Linked DNA regions of Mus musculus: regions 1 and 3 are each linked to region 2. The links are chromatin contacts, called in public HiChIP or PLAC-seq and Micro-C maps. All regions are on one chromosome and are shown on one strand. The core of a region is the stretch at or near the end of the contact, and the rest is flanking DNA. Distances in the headings are between cores, read along the strand shown.

Region 1 (4,080 bases), core at 322-2,821, 190 kb before region 2:
GATTATGGGGTGGATCCCTGGCTATGGCAGTCTCTACATGGTCCATCCTTTCATCTCAGCTCCAAACTCCGTCTCTGTAACTCCTTCCATGGGTGTTTTGTTCCCAAATCTAAGGAGGGGCATAGTGTCCACACTTCAGTCTTCATTCTCCTTGAGTTTCATGTGTTTAGCAAATTATATCTTATATCTTGGGTATCCTAGGTTTGGGGCTAATATCCACTTATCAGTGAATACATATTGTGTGAGTTTCTTTGTGAATGTGTTACCTCACTCAGGATGATGCCCTCCAGGTCCATCCATTTGGCTAGGAATTTCATAAATTCATTCTTTTTAATAGCTGAGTAGTACTCCATTGTGTAGATGTACCACATTTTCTGTATCCATTCCTCTGTTGAGGGGCATCTAGGTTCTTTCCAGCTTCTGGCTATTATAAATAAGGCTGCTATGAACATAGTGGAGCATGTGTCCTTCTTACCTGTTGGGGCATCTTCTGGATATATGCCCAGGAGAGGTATTGCTGGATCCTCCGGTAGTACTATGTCCAGTTTTCTGAGGAACCGCCAGACTGATTGGAAATGTCTCTTGAGCTATGGTGAGCTGCTGGCAGGCCAGGAGGCTTGCTCATCATCACACCACTTGCACTGGACTTAGAGCACAGTGGGAACCCAGCAAATGTTCCAGGAAGGAATCATTCAATCGACCAAAGCACTTTCCAAGAAATAATGAGACATCCAAGGTCTTGAGGCAGGGGAGTGAGCTGTCAGATCTGGGCTTCCCTGGACAAGCCTTTCACTGAGAGGGTTTTAAGCTTCGATTAGAGTGGCTTTGAATTTCTTCTGTTCTGATACTTGATTCTCATCACTTCCAGACGACATTTAGATGCAATGGGAACAGTCATAGTAATAGCCTCGGTTTCCCCTTTGGAGTCAGGACTGGTGATCAATTTAGGTTTGGCCCTGACTTCTCTGTCAACAAGGCTGTGGGAAGTGGAGGGGCAAAGTGGGGACCTACAGATCTGACCTATGGGGAATTGGGTACCACCCTTAGATCATTGCAAATCTGATCATGGACCCCACTGTGGTTGAGGAAGACTGGAAGGTTTAGAGGCAGCGCTTACAAAGGTGAGCTGGTCAGGTAGTGGATCACAACGTCTCTAGTAGAAACTGTTAGGTGCCTCAGTTTCCCCGTCTGTGCAAAGTGCATTGTACAGAAGGCACAAGACCACGCACATCGGGTTAAGGTGTTTCCAACCAAGTCTAGAGGCAAGGCGTAGCTGAGCCCAGGGAGGCGCAGAGGTGCGGGCTCCAGGCGCAGAGCTGATGCCTAGAGGTGAAGGCTCCAGGCCTTGTATCAGAAAGGTCCCGGGAGTCCATCTTTGCTCTGAGTGGAAAAAACTAGGAACTGGACGCCAGTAACCTGAGCCAGGGGCAGACCCGTCCGCAGGGCTGGGAGGGGCGAGTTTGGGCGCCCCGCCTGCGGTGCTCTCAGCAGCGGCTCAGGGCGCTGGGGGGCGGGAAGAGGTGGAGCCAGGTGGGGAGGAGCAAAACCCGGAGGCCTCGGGCACCGCGGGCAGAGCCAGAGCCGCTGGAACCTGAGCCCCGGCGTGCTGCTTTGGGAGAGTCCGCCGTCCGAGCCGAAAGCAGCCGCTGCCCGATTTCAGTACATAGTCCGGGAGAAAGGCTAGTGAGGCCGGAGACAGGGTCACGGATTCTACTGCAGTTCGGGAGCTGCCAGGTTGCCCGCGCTGGCCCTGCTGCCCTAATTGCACCTAGCCGGACTTGCTCCTCACGTCCCGGTTGCGCCATGGATCCTTCGGAGAAGAAGATATCGGTGTGGATCTGCCAGGAGGAGAAGCTGGTGTCCGGCCTCTCCCGCCGCACCACCTGCTCGGACGTGGTGCGGGTGCTTTTGGAGGACGGCTGCCGGCGGCGCTGCAGGCAGCGGCGGGGCCAGCGACGGGGCTTGACGGAAGACCCTTCGGGCCAGTTGGAGCTGCCCGAGCCCCCGGACGAAAACGACGAGGATGACGACGACGCGATGCCCCCGGGCATGCTATGTGGGCCCCCGCAGTGCTATTGCATTGTGGAGAAGTGGCGCGGCTTTGAGCGCATCCTGCCCAACAAGACGCGGATCTTGCGCCTCTGGACTGCTTGGGGCGACGAGCAGGAGAATGTACGCTTCGTGCTGGTGCGCAGCGAAGCGTCGCTGCCCAACGCCGGACCGCGCAGCGCCGAGGCGCGGGTAGTGCTCAGCCGCGAGCGCCCCTGCTTGGCCCGGGGCGCCCCAGCACGGCCCAGCCTGGCCTTGACCCAGGAGAAGCAGCGGCGGGTGGTACGCAAGGCCTTCCGCAAACTGGCCAAGCTCAACCGGAGGCGCCAGCAGCAGCCGTCGTCACCTTGTTCGTCCACGTCGTCGTCCACCGCCTCGTCCTGCTCGTCGTCTGCTCGGACCCACGAGAGCGCGTCGGTAGAACGTATGGAGACGCTGGTGCATCTGGTGCTGTCGCAGGACCACACGATTCGCCAGCAGGTGCAGCGGCTCCGGGAGCTGGACCGCGAGATAGACCGCTACGAAGCCAAGGTGCACCTAGACCGCATGCGGAGGCACGGAGTCAACTACGTGCAGGATACCTATCTAGTGGGGGCCGGCATCGACCTGGACGGACAAACTCCTGAAGGGGAGCCGGAAGATGCGACACTGGAGGAGAAGGGGACAGAACCGGCGGCACCCCTGGACAGCGAGGCGCAGGCGGCAGCGTTGGAGGAGCTGGCCAGGCGCTGTGACGACCTGGTGCGGCTGCAGGAGGAGCGCGCCCAGCAGGAGGAGTTGCTAGAGCGCCTGTCCGCCGAGATCCAGGAGGAACTGAACCAGCGCTGGATGCAGCGGCGCAATGAGGAGCTGGCGGCTCGAGAGGAGTCCCTAGAGCCCGATGGTGGTCCGGATGGCGAGCTGCTGCTGGAGCAGGAGCGGGTCAGGACGCAGCTCAGCACCAGCCTTTACATCGGGCTGAGGCTCAGCACGGACCTGGAGGCCGTCAAGGCGGACTTGGATTACAGCCAGCAGCAGAGGGACATTAAGGAGCGCGAGCTTCAGGGCCTTCTCCAGAGTTTGCACACTTTTGAGCAGACGGTGGTGCATGATGGGGCTCTGGGTTCCAGCGGACCCTCTCGCGAACCTCAGCCTCAGACCTGTGCAGAAATGTGGGTAGACCAGGCCCGGGGACTGGCTAAGAGTTGCCCGGGCAACGATGAGGACTCAGATACTGGGCTGAGCTCCATGCATAGCCAAGACTCAGACTCGGTACCCCCTGTGTGTGAATCCCTTGTGTAGAAGTAGTAGGGAGCAAGCTTAGACGCTTGCAGAATGCACTGGTTTGGCCTGCTCAGGGACATGAAGTGAGGCCATGGGGGTGAGCTCAGAGTTCCCACGGATGGGTCTGGAGAGTGAGTGTGAAGGAGGGTCCTGGACAAGGAAGCCCTAAGCTTCTAAGCTTTAGAGGGAAGTGGAGTCAGGAGGTGAGAACCCCTCCCTGTTTTTTAAAAACACATTAGGTAAGTGATGAGGTCCAAGCCCATTTTCAAAACAAGAGAAAAGGAAAACATTACGGGACATTTTTTTTTTACCACTCCTGTGCATGGGAAGGACTGATGACAGCTAGAACTTTGGTCTGTGGCATAAAGTGCTGCTAAAAGAAAACACTTGGATGGAAAGGAAATTCCTTGAATGTTAATTGTGACTGGAAACGTGTTCAAACTAGCCAAAGAGGGCGCACTAGTGTTGGTCTCTGCCTTGCTTAACATCTTTGATAAAACCCATAGGCATCAAAATCCTGACTGTTTACATTTCTTCAGGTTTGGGAATTACCCATCTGCTAAATCATTTGCCTTTTATTTCTGTCAAAGGCCAAACTGCACTGGGATGCAAGGCTGGGCCTCTCCTTACTAAATACATTGTGTTAAAGGCTCCCCACCTTCAGCCTGAAACATAGCACTTTGAGTTATAAAATCCTGGCATACATAATCCAGGGTAAAAATGTAGTCTGGCTTTTTGGGGTGTGTTTCTGCAAAGGCAGAGGTGCTG
Region 2 (3,768 bases), core at 168-2,667:
TGTAGCAATGTTACCCTGTTTGTTCTGGGTTCAATAGAAGACAGGCCCACCAAAATTGGGTGCTGATCTTTTGTATACATGTGATCTATGCACGTGTTCCTGTGATGTTCCTATGGGGTATATACTGTGTGTTCAGTTGCATGTACACCTGTGTTTACATTCTTGGGGAGGTCAGAGGTCAATGACAAATATCTTTAATTGTTCTCCACTTGATTGATCATCAGTGCTTTGGAGGTTTAACATATGTTTTTTTTTTAAAGAGTTTTTTTATGTCTATGAGTGTTTTGCTTGCATACCTGATGCCCTGGGAGAAGAGACGAGGGAGTCAGATCCTTGGAGTTAGAGCTGCAGTTCTGGATGGATGTAGGTACTAGAAATTGAACCCAGGTTCTCTGCAAGATAAGGAAGAATTCTTATCTTCAAAGCCATCTCTCCAGCCCCACCATTTTGGGTCTTGAAGACAGGGTCTCATAGAACCCAGACTGATCCTGCTGTTTCTGTCTCCCACAGGTTGGCTTATAGGCACTAACCACCACACCTAGATTTCCATCTTCTTTTTTTAAAACAGTCTTCTATTGAATTTGACACTCACAGATCCAGCTAGATTGGCTGGCCAATTAACTCTGAAATTGACTGATTCCACCCTTAACCCCCCAGTGCTGGGATTGTAGATATGTACCACACGCAGCTTTGAGATGGATTCTGGGATCTGAATCCAGGTTCTCTTGCATGTGTGTCACACTCTCCTCACTGAGCCACCTCCCAGCCTTGAACACCCATCCTTGACAAGACAAGATGTGGGCAAGGACAGCATCCCTGGGAAAACACGGTATTCTCCTTTCTGGTTTGTGGCTGTGACAAAACACTGACTAAAAGCAACGTAGGGAGGGGAAAGGGATTATTTGGCTTATGGGTCACAGTTCATCACTGAGGGAAGTCAGGGCAGGAACTCAAGGTAGGAACCTGGAGGCAGGAGGTAAAGCAAAGAAGACAGAGAAACGCTGCCTACTGGTTTCCCTGCGTCTTTCTCTGTTTCCTTTCTTACACAACCTAGGACCATTTGCCAAGAGGTGGTACTGCCCACAGTGGGCTGGGCCCTCCCACATCAATAGTTAATCATGAAAATACCCACAGACATGTCAATGTGATAGAGGCAATCCCTCAACTGAAGTTCCCTCTTCTCAGGTGATGCTAGTGCGTGTCAAGGTGACAAAAACTCACCAGCACACACAGTTTTCAGTGATGGTTATGACGAGCACCTGCCCCAGCCACCAACCTGCTCTTTCCCGTGTCCCTCTTTGCACCTTGACTGCAGTGCCAGGAGCTTTTTCTCCTGTCCACCCCCACACAAGGACATAAAAGCCCCTTTCTCCTAGCTTGCCGCTTAATTACAACTTACTGCTCCTTGTCCCAGCACTGCCATGGCAACAAGTAGCATTGGTACAAGAGTCAAAAGCAAGAAAGGTTGCCTGGCAACAGAGTAGTAGGATGAATTCAGCGATCCCAGAGGCCCAAGTTCTAGCTTGGGTTCTGACTACCTGGGACACAGCAGATAAAAACCGAGCTCCCCTGCACTTTGATTAGCCTTGGGGATTGTATTGTTATTTGTGAAACAAAGGTAGGAACAACGTTGGTCTCAGAGGACTGCTGTAAAGAGCAGCTCATTCCACTTATTCTGGGTCGCTGTTGTTGGGAGAGAAAAATCGCACGTGTGGACTAAGCACAAAGCAAACCAATGTCAAAGACAGACCAAGGTCAAAGGCAGATTACTTTCTGAAGACTGAGCTGCAGGAGTGTCAGTCACTTTGGTGCCATCTCTTTGTTATGGTCTCCTTCCTGTAGCCTCTTTGATAGTGTCTCCTGGGAGGATCATCAAATGTGTCAGTTATAATTCAAATGTAGATGCTGTTCGGCCAATCAACTTTATCTCTAGGAATCTTTGATATGGAAATACATGAAAATGTTTTCAAGCTGAAAACTGAATATGAACCCAAGAGGCCATTGAAGAGGGGACAACAGCACATCAAGCAGTGGGACCAATGGGATGCTGTGCAGTTTGAGAGGAGTCATTTGTCCAGTGATTGCTATTCTTGTTTTGTTTTGTTTTTTGTTTTGTTTTGTTTTTTGAGACAAGTCCCCATGTAGCCGGAGCTGGCTTCAGGTTTGCTAGGTAGCCGTATGACCTTAAACTTCTGATCTTCCTGCTTCCACCTCCTGAGGGCTGGGAGTCTAAGCATGTATCACCAACCTCAGTTTAATGCTGTGCCGAGGATAGAACCCAGGTCCTGCACATCCTATACCAACTGTGTCACATCCTCAGCACTTAGGAATTGGGGCCACTGAATATTACCTGCTACTGATTGTTCCCTGTAGTCCCTCAAGGCCCTGTGAAGAGGTCATGCCATTTGTAACAGCAAGATACTAGAAAACAAAATGGCCAGCATTTGAAATTAAAGTAACACTCTGTAGGGTTAAAAAGGTAGCTCTTCATTCAACAACAGACAAGGGGGTCTCTAAAATAAGATGTGTAGCAAATGAAGGCAAATGGCAGACAGACACACCCTTTCCAAAGATGTACCTACAAACACATCTCAAAATGCCTGGGAGGACTTGTCTCAGAGTATAAACAGTCACTTCTTGTTGCTTCCAGAAGAGGTGATAAATGCTTAAATATCCTCAAATGTTGTGTATTCCATTCCACCCACCTGAAAAGCCAGCCAGGGCCAGATAAACACCATTACCTCGCTAGCATACAGCAGTGGGCCTCACGATACTCTCCAAGTCCTTGTTGTCTCTATCACAATGTTGACACTTTAATCAGTTGCTTATGTGTTTCACACTCAGCCTCCCAAGTAGACTAAGAGCTCTGGGGTTGCAGAATCATCTTTTTATTGCTTACTCCAGGGTCTCCCCAGCCTCCCTAGGACATTCATTAAAATGAGAGGTTGAAACCTTGATGGAACAAGCCGAAGTCACCCTAGCTGCCGTGGGTTCATATCCACTCGTGTTGGGCAAGCATGCTCTAAGGGAGAGTTGGTTAGAGAAGAAGCTGGGTGGAAACTGCCCAAACAAGTCGGGATGTTGGCATGACGTTCACAATCTGGGCAGCAGGTGGCGCACATGACCTAAATTTCTTAGGCCATTCACAGAGAGAAGGATGTAGGGGAACCAGCAAAGTGGAGAATGTCATTCTCAGGTGTCTCCGGGCAGATGCTCTGTCCTCTGCCCCAGGATGTGACCCTAGCCTCTGCCTTCCACCCTTTGCTCTCACCCTCTCCAGTCCATCTATGCTCCCTCTGAAACCACACTTTTCTCATGGAGCACCAGAGCTCTCAATCCCACCAGTGACAATGGGTATCCTTAAAAATGATCAAAGGAGCAGAGGCTAGCCCAGGACTCAGTTCCAAGTTGTTGTTGGTTGTGTCCCCTCCACCCTTTGCCAAGCCAGGATCACTTAGGAAGAGGGATCATCATCCGAGGCTTGAGATGTTGCTCGGTTGTAAGACTGCTTGCCTAACATGCACGAAGCTGGGGATCCATTCCCATAAACTCATAAGCCAGGCATGGTGGCTGTCTCCGTTGGTTTCCTGTTGCTGTGATTCAGTCCACGGCCAAAAGCGACTTGGGAAGGCAAGGTTTATTTGCCTTATACTTCCACATCATAGTCCAAGGAAGTCAGGGCAGGAATGTGAGCCGGAACTTGAAGGCAGGAAGCGAAGCAGAGGCCATGGAGAAATGCTGCTTACTGCCTTGCTCTCCATGGCTTGC
Region 3 (4,080 bases), core at 958-3,457, 130 kb after region 2:
TCTAGCCTGTGGCTTCTCCCTAGAGCCCTGGCTTTCTAGATTAGCCCTCCGTGCCATCCAAAAGTGGAATTCTGTGAACTTTCCTCCTTCCAGTGTATCAGAGGGCTTTTTTTTTCCCCAAAGGGAGGCCTTGTCTTTCTTCACACAGAACCCTGTATTCACAAGTCCAGCCCCATAGCTCCAAGTATGATCTCAGTTATGTTCAACCTCAGGGTTTCTGAGCACTTCGTGCTACTGATGGGACTGGGCATACAAGTGCCAGAAAGGCTCTGTCCCCAGGACCTGTAGAGCCAGTGCTTTATAGCCCTGGCTGTCCTGGAACTCACTTTGTAGACCAGGCTGGCCTCGAACTCAGAAATCTGCCTGCCTCTGCCTCCCTAGTGCTGGGATCAAAGGCGTGCGCCACCACGCCCGGCGAGCCAGTGCTTTTCAGAGTAAACTACTCTATACTCCTTAATGTCCACCCTACACCTGTAACACCTGCTCCTGGGCCCCACCCCTTCACCTTCAATAGCCTGCCACACCCACACCCACCAATAAACTAATAGTTATTTTCTCCTCTATTCTTCTCATGAAGAACTGAGATACTGGGCTGCCACCTGCTGGAACGTTGTTGTAATGGCACCTAAGTGCACCAGCCCTTCCTGGAGTTGGGTAGTGTGCTGCTGGGCAGCTGCTACCTGTTGCATTGGCTTGCTGTCGTGCATTTATTTAAACACCCCATCTTTCCGACTACACTGAAAGAGTCTTGAACGTAACAACTTTGAATTTCCATTGTGGCTGTATTGACCTGGCTTCTGCCAGAGGTGACAGAAGAGCTTGTTGAGTAGCCCTAGTAGAAATGTTGGTTGCCTTAGGTTCAGGGGATTGGCTTCAATTGGTGAATGTTCTCTGAACTTAGAGGTTGCTAAGAAACGTTTCTGAGTTCTTCAGAGCCTGTCAGTGTCAGGGGCTATGGGGCGGGGCATGTGATGAGGGACTGGCAGAGGGGATAGGACCCCATCAGCCTCTGGCCTGTTCAAAGCTCCCATCTTCAGAACACATCAGAGCAACTGAGAGAGTACCAAGGCAGACAGACCTCATGCAGTAGAGAGTAGGCTCTCCAGCTAGGGAGGGAAGGCTGCCCTCTGGAACACATTATACCTGGGGTAGGCTCCTTGTAGTATAGGTATGCAGAGGTAACAATGAGAACTAGGCCCTTCTTGGGAGCTCTGGGCTGTGGGACAGGGTAGTAGTCATGGCTCTCTCTCATCCTACTCTATTATTAGACCACAGCATCAAACACTTCACACATCTCTTAACAGAACTCCATCTAGCAGTCACTCTGTAGGTGACACTGAGGGAAAAGAGGAAGTTGTGTCTTCACTGGGCTCCATTTAAAGAGAGATGCCTCATTTACAAAGCCTGTTTCCTCAGAGGCTCTGGTCTGCAGTGCTACACAACTCCTCAGAAGTCCTACATCACTCTAGCCTGATCTCAGAAGACACTCTTCTGTCCCTGGGCCTGTCCTGATGTGCTCATTCATAGATTTCTGGGGTTATCCACTGCAGGCTGTTTCCCTCTTTGCCCTGGCTGCCAGCAAGCTCCGAGTGGACACGTTTGTTCTTTTCCTATGACTTTTCTGAACTAAGGTTTGCTCTGGTGTATGCTCCCTCCACTCTGTCCCCAGGACTGCTTGTTTCTGTGTTTGCTTTGCCTTTGAATTTTGCTTTTGGGGATGGATTTTAGCAGAAGGATCAGCAAGCAGTAAAGCCGGATGCCTACCCCAGCTTGCAGTCCCCACTCTCTGGCCATACATCCTGAACAAGGTGACTCTGCTTGTCAGTTCTTTATTCCTTCCTTGGAGAGTTGGGTCATGACCACAGTGAATGAGTTGTTGTAAAGGTCAGTCTTGTCCAGGCCTGGCTGCCCTGTGGCTCTAGGACCTGAAAAGCTACACTAGCAATGGGACCAACTCTTAGGGAATTCCTAGGACAGAAGGGTTTGCTGGGATGCAGGCATTTCAGCACTGAGATGGAGAGTTCCAAGGAAAACAGATGGATTGGTCATTCTAGTTAGCTCTCTACCTTTTCTCTCCTCACACTGCCCCCTCCCCCTTCCCTGATGCCCTGTTGCTATGGCAGGTGTCCTGGAAGGCTGCAGCTTCCACCACTCTTGCTGCAGCTTCTGCTGCTGTTGACTGCTGAGACTGAGGCCCTGCTGTGTTTGCAGCTGGCAGTGCAGTCAGCTCTGGGGGCCTCTTTTGCAGCTTGGCCAGCTACATGACTCTTACTCACCTGCCAGATAGGCCACTCCCCTGCTCTTTGGTTTGGTGTGCCAGCTTCCCGTTGTTCTGCTGCCCTTGCTCTTGCCGCCACTCCACTGTCATTGCTCGTGCTCATGGCACCAGCTCAGTCACTCCACGAAAAGTGGGTAGGAAAGGACTGTGGAAGAGAAGCTTTGCATCGGGCCTAATGTAACAGCAAGAGAGACAGTGCAGGATGCTAGGTGCGCTGGGGATGTCTCTCAGTTAGCTGACTGTCATAAGTCCGTCTTCTGTGACTGGAGAAGTGTGTTTGTACCAATCCTAGTAAACTCTACATTCAAGGGAATGCTCTTGTTGGCATTGTCACAATGCTGTACTTGGCTTGGCCACAACAGAAGTGCCCCTTCCTAGACTTAGACAGAAATGGCTGTAGGTTCACTTAGAGTTCACTGAGGCTTGTAGTAGCAAAAAAAAAAAAAAAAAAAAAGTCCGCCACAAATTGTTTGGAACTGTCCTAACTGGAGCTGTGCCTTCAGAATCCAGAGCAATTAACCGAGACCATCATGCAGTTTCCTCAGAGCGTCCAGGGAGTGTTCCAAAGCGCCATTGCTGGCGTGCAGCCATCGGCCTGCTGTTCGGCCATATTTACTGCCCATGTGCCCAAGGTAGCCAGGGAAGCTCGAGAAGATCTAAAAGCTGTCAGTTAGGGAGCTTTGCCCAGTGTCCCAGATTCTTTGCTTATTTACAGGAAAACGAACCCTAGGAGTGCCGACAGGAAGAACTTATCACTATCACTAGTAGTGAGTGCTCCCCACCGCCACCACCCAGTGCTAGGCAAGTGCTGTACTACTGAACTGTCTCTGCATCCCCATTACTAGTGATTTTTTAAGTGATTTGATCCCAGAGAGAGAGAGAGAGAGAGAGAGAGAGAGAGAGAGGTGAGACATTTTCTGTCTCATTACCATGAGGCAGCTAACTGTTGGAACATAAATCCTATCTACAGGTGGCCTTCTGGGGTCCTGGGGTGAGGATGGGAACAAAGGGACATGGAGCTGTGGTCCAGATTGAAGGCTTGAATGTGGCTGTCCCTCCTGCAGGTGGTAGGATGGGCAGTTGGAGTTTAGCATTGTCTTGCCCTGCTCAGAGAAGCACTATGTCTCTTTTGGGCCTTGCCCCTCTCAGCTGCCGTAACCATTCTGCCAGGGCAGCCTGGGCTGTGGCGATTCCTTCCCCTCTGCTCCTTTAGATGGAGCTCAGGGGTCCCTGTGCTCTGAGGGACGGACAGGGAAAGACCTGGTGTTCTTTCCAGGCGCACTGCACAGGTTTCCCAATACCCGCTTTCTCTGGCTCTTTGGTGAGACCCTTTTTCTACCTTTAGGACTTTCTAGCTCAGAATTGGGCATATGTGTGATCCTGGACTGCAAGACACGATCAGGCTCCAAGAGTGACCTTCATGTGCCATTTACATGCTTGTAACAGGACCAGGTCCTTTGTGCCCTCTGCCAGCAAAGGTCCCTCCCACAGGCACCTAAGGAGCTCTCTCTCTCTGTCTTGTCTCAGGCCCCTTTCAGAAGAAAGTAACACAAAAAGTTGGGGCTTTCGTCTTGGTTGCTGTTTCTCTCCCTATCCCCACCACTTTCAGTTGTTCTTCTAAGAACACCTTCTTGGCCGGGCGTGGTGGTGCACGCCTTCAATCCCAGCACTCGGGAGGCAGAGGCAGGAGGATTTCTGAGTTCGAGGCCAGCCTGGTCTACAAAGTGAGTTCCAGGACAGCCAGGACTATACAGAGAAACCCTGTCTCAAAAACACCAAAAAAAAAAAAAAAAAAAAAAAAA

The links. Hi-C and Micro-C count contacts between places; a contact is called where the count stands out from the background. HiChIP or PLAC-seq counts read pairs in DNA pulled down with a chosen protein or histone mark.
Region 1: an H3K4me3 HiChIP or PLAC-seq map of embryonic stem cells shows a contact between it and region 2, with 8 times the contacts expected there. The contact joins the promoter of Rassf10 here to the promoter of 4930543E12Rik in region 2. A contact is called at or near these places in 2 of 39 promoter capture datasets (Sertoli cells and embryonic stem cells), 1 of 15 datasets of contacts at CTCF or cohesin (embryonic stem cells), 4 of 484 Hi-C or Micro-C datasets (embryonic stem cells and uterus), 14 of 115 datasets of contacts at active chromatin or transcription factors (SST interneurons, craniofacial prominence, embryonic fibroblasts and 8 more) and 2 of 9 other capture datasets (macrophages and pancreatic islet).
Region 3: a Micro-C map of B cells shows a contact between it and region 2, with 8 times the contacts expected there. The contact joins the enhancer-like site here to the promoter of 4930543E12Rik in region 2. A contact is called at or near these places in 3 of 39 promoter capture datasets (the 3T3-L1 cell line, hippocampal neurons and liver), 7 of 15 datasets of contacts at CTCF or cohesin (CD8 T cells, the G1E-ER4 cell line, embryonic stem cells and 3 more), 131 of 484 Hi-C or Micro-C datasets (the AML12 cell line, the AtT-20 cell line, B cells and 74 more), 29 of 115 datasets of contacts at active chromatin or transcription factors (Th17 cells, astrocytes, a colorectal cancer cell line and 15 more) and 3 of 9 other capture datasets (embryonic tail, liver and pancreatic islet).

The regions. Positions count from the first base shown.
Region 1 is chr7:112,952,391-112,956,470 of GRCm38.p6, forward strand. Rassf10 (Ras association (RalGDS/AF-6) domain family (N-terminal) member 10) reads left to right here and starts at 1,572. Exons shown (of 1, transcript NM_175279.3): 1 at 1,572-4,080. The coding sequence starts at 1,804. The coding sequence ends at 3,330.
Region 2 is chr7:113,140,598-113,144,365 of GRCm38.p6, forward strand. 4930543E12Rik (RIKEN cDNA 4930543E12 gene) reads right to left here and starts at 1,418. Exons shown (of 6, transcript NR_045978.1): 1 at 1,222-1,418; 2 at 297-392.
Region 3 is chr7:113,267,919-113,271,998 of GRCm38.p6, forward strand. All of the region lies in intron 2 of Arntl (aryl hydrocarbon receptor nuclear translocator-like), which reads left to right. Among named protein-coding and RNA genes, the nearest start is that of Gm33721, 8.2 kb to the left of the region's middle. Within about 2 kb of position 2,208, at least 33 of the 459 cell types and tissues checked have an H3K27ac peak or open chromatin away from gene starts, as enhancers often do. A contact at or near this core is called in the AtT-20 cell line, B cells, cerebellar granule neurons and 7 more, where this site is marked.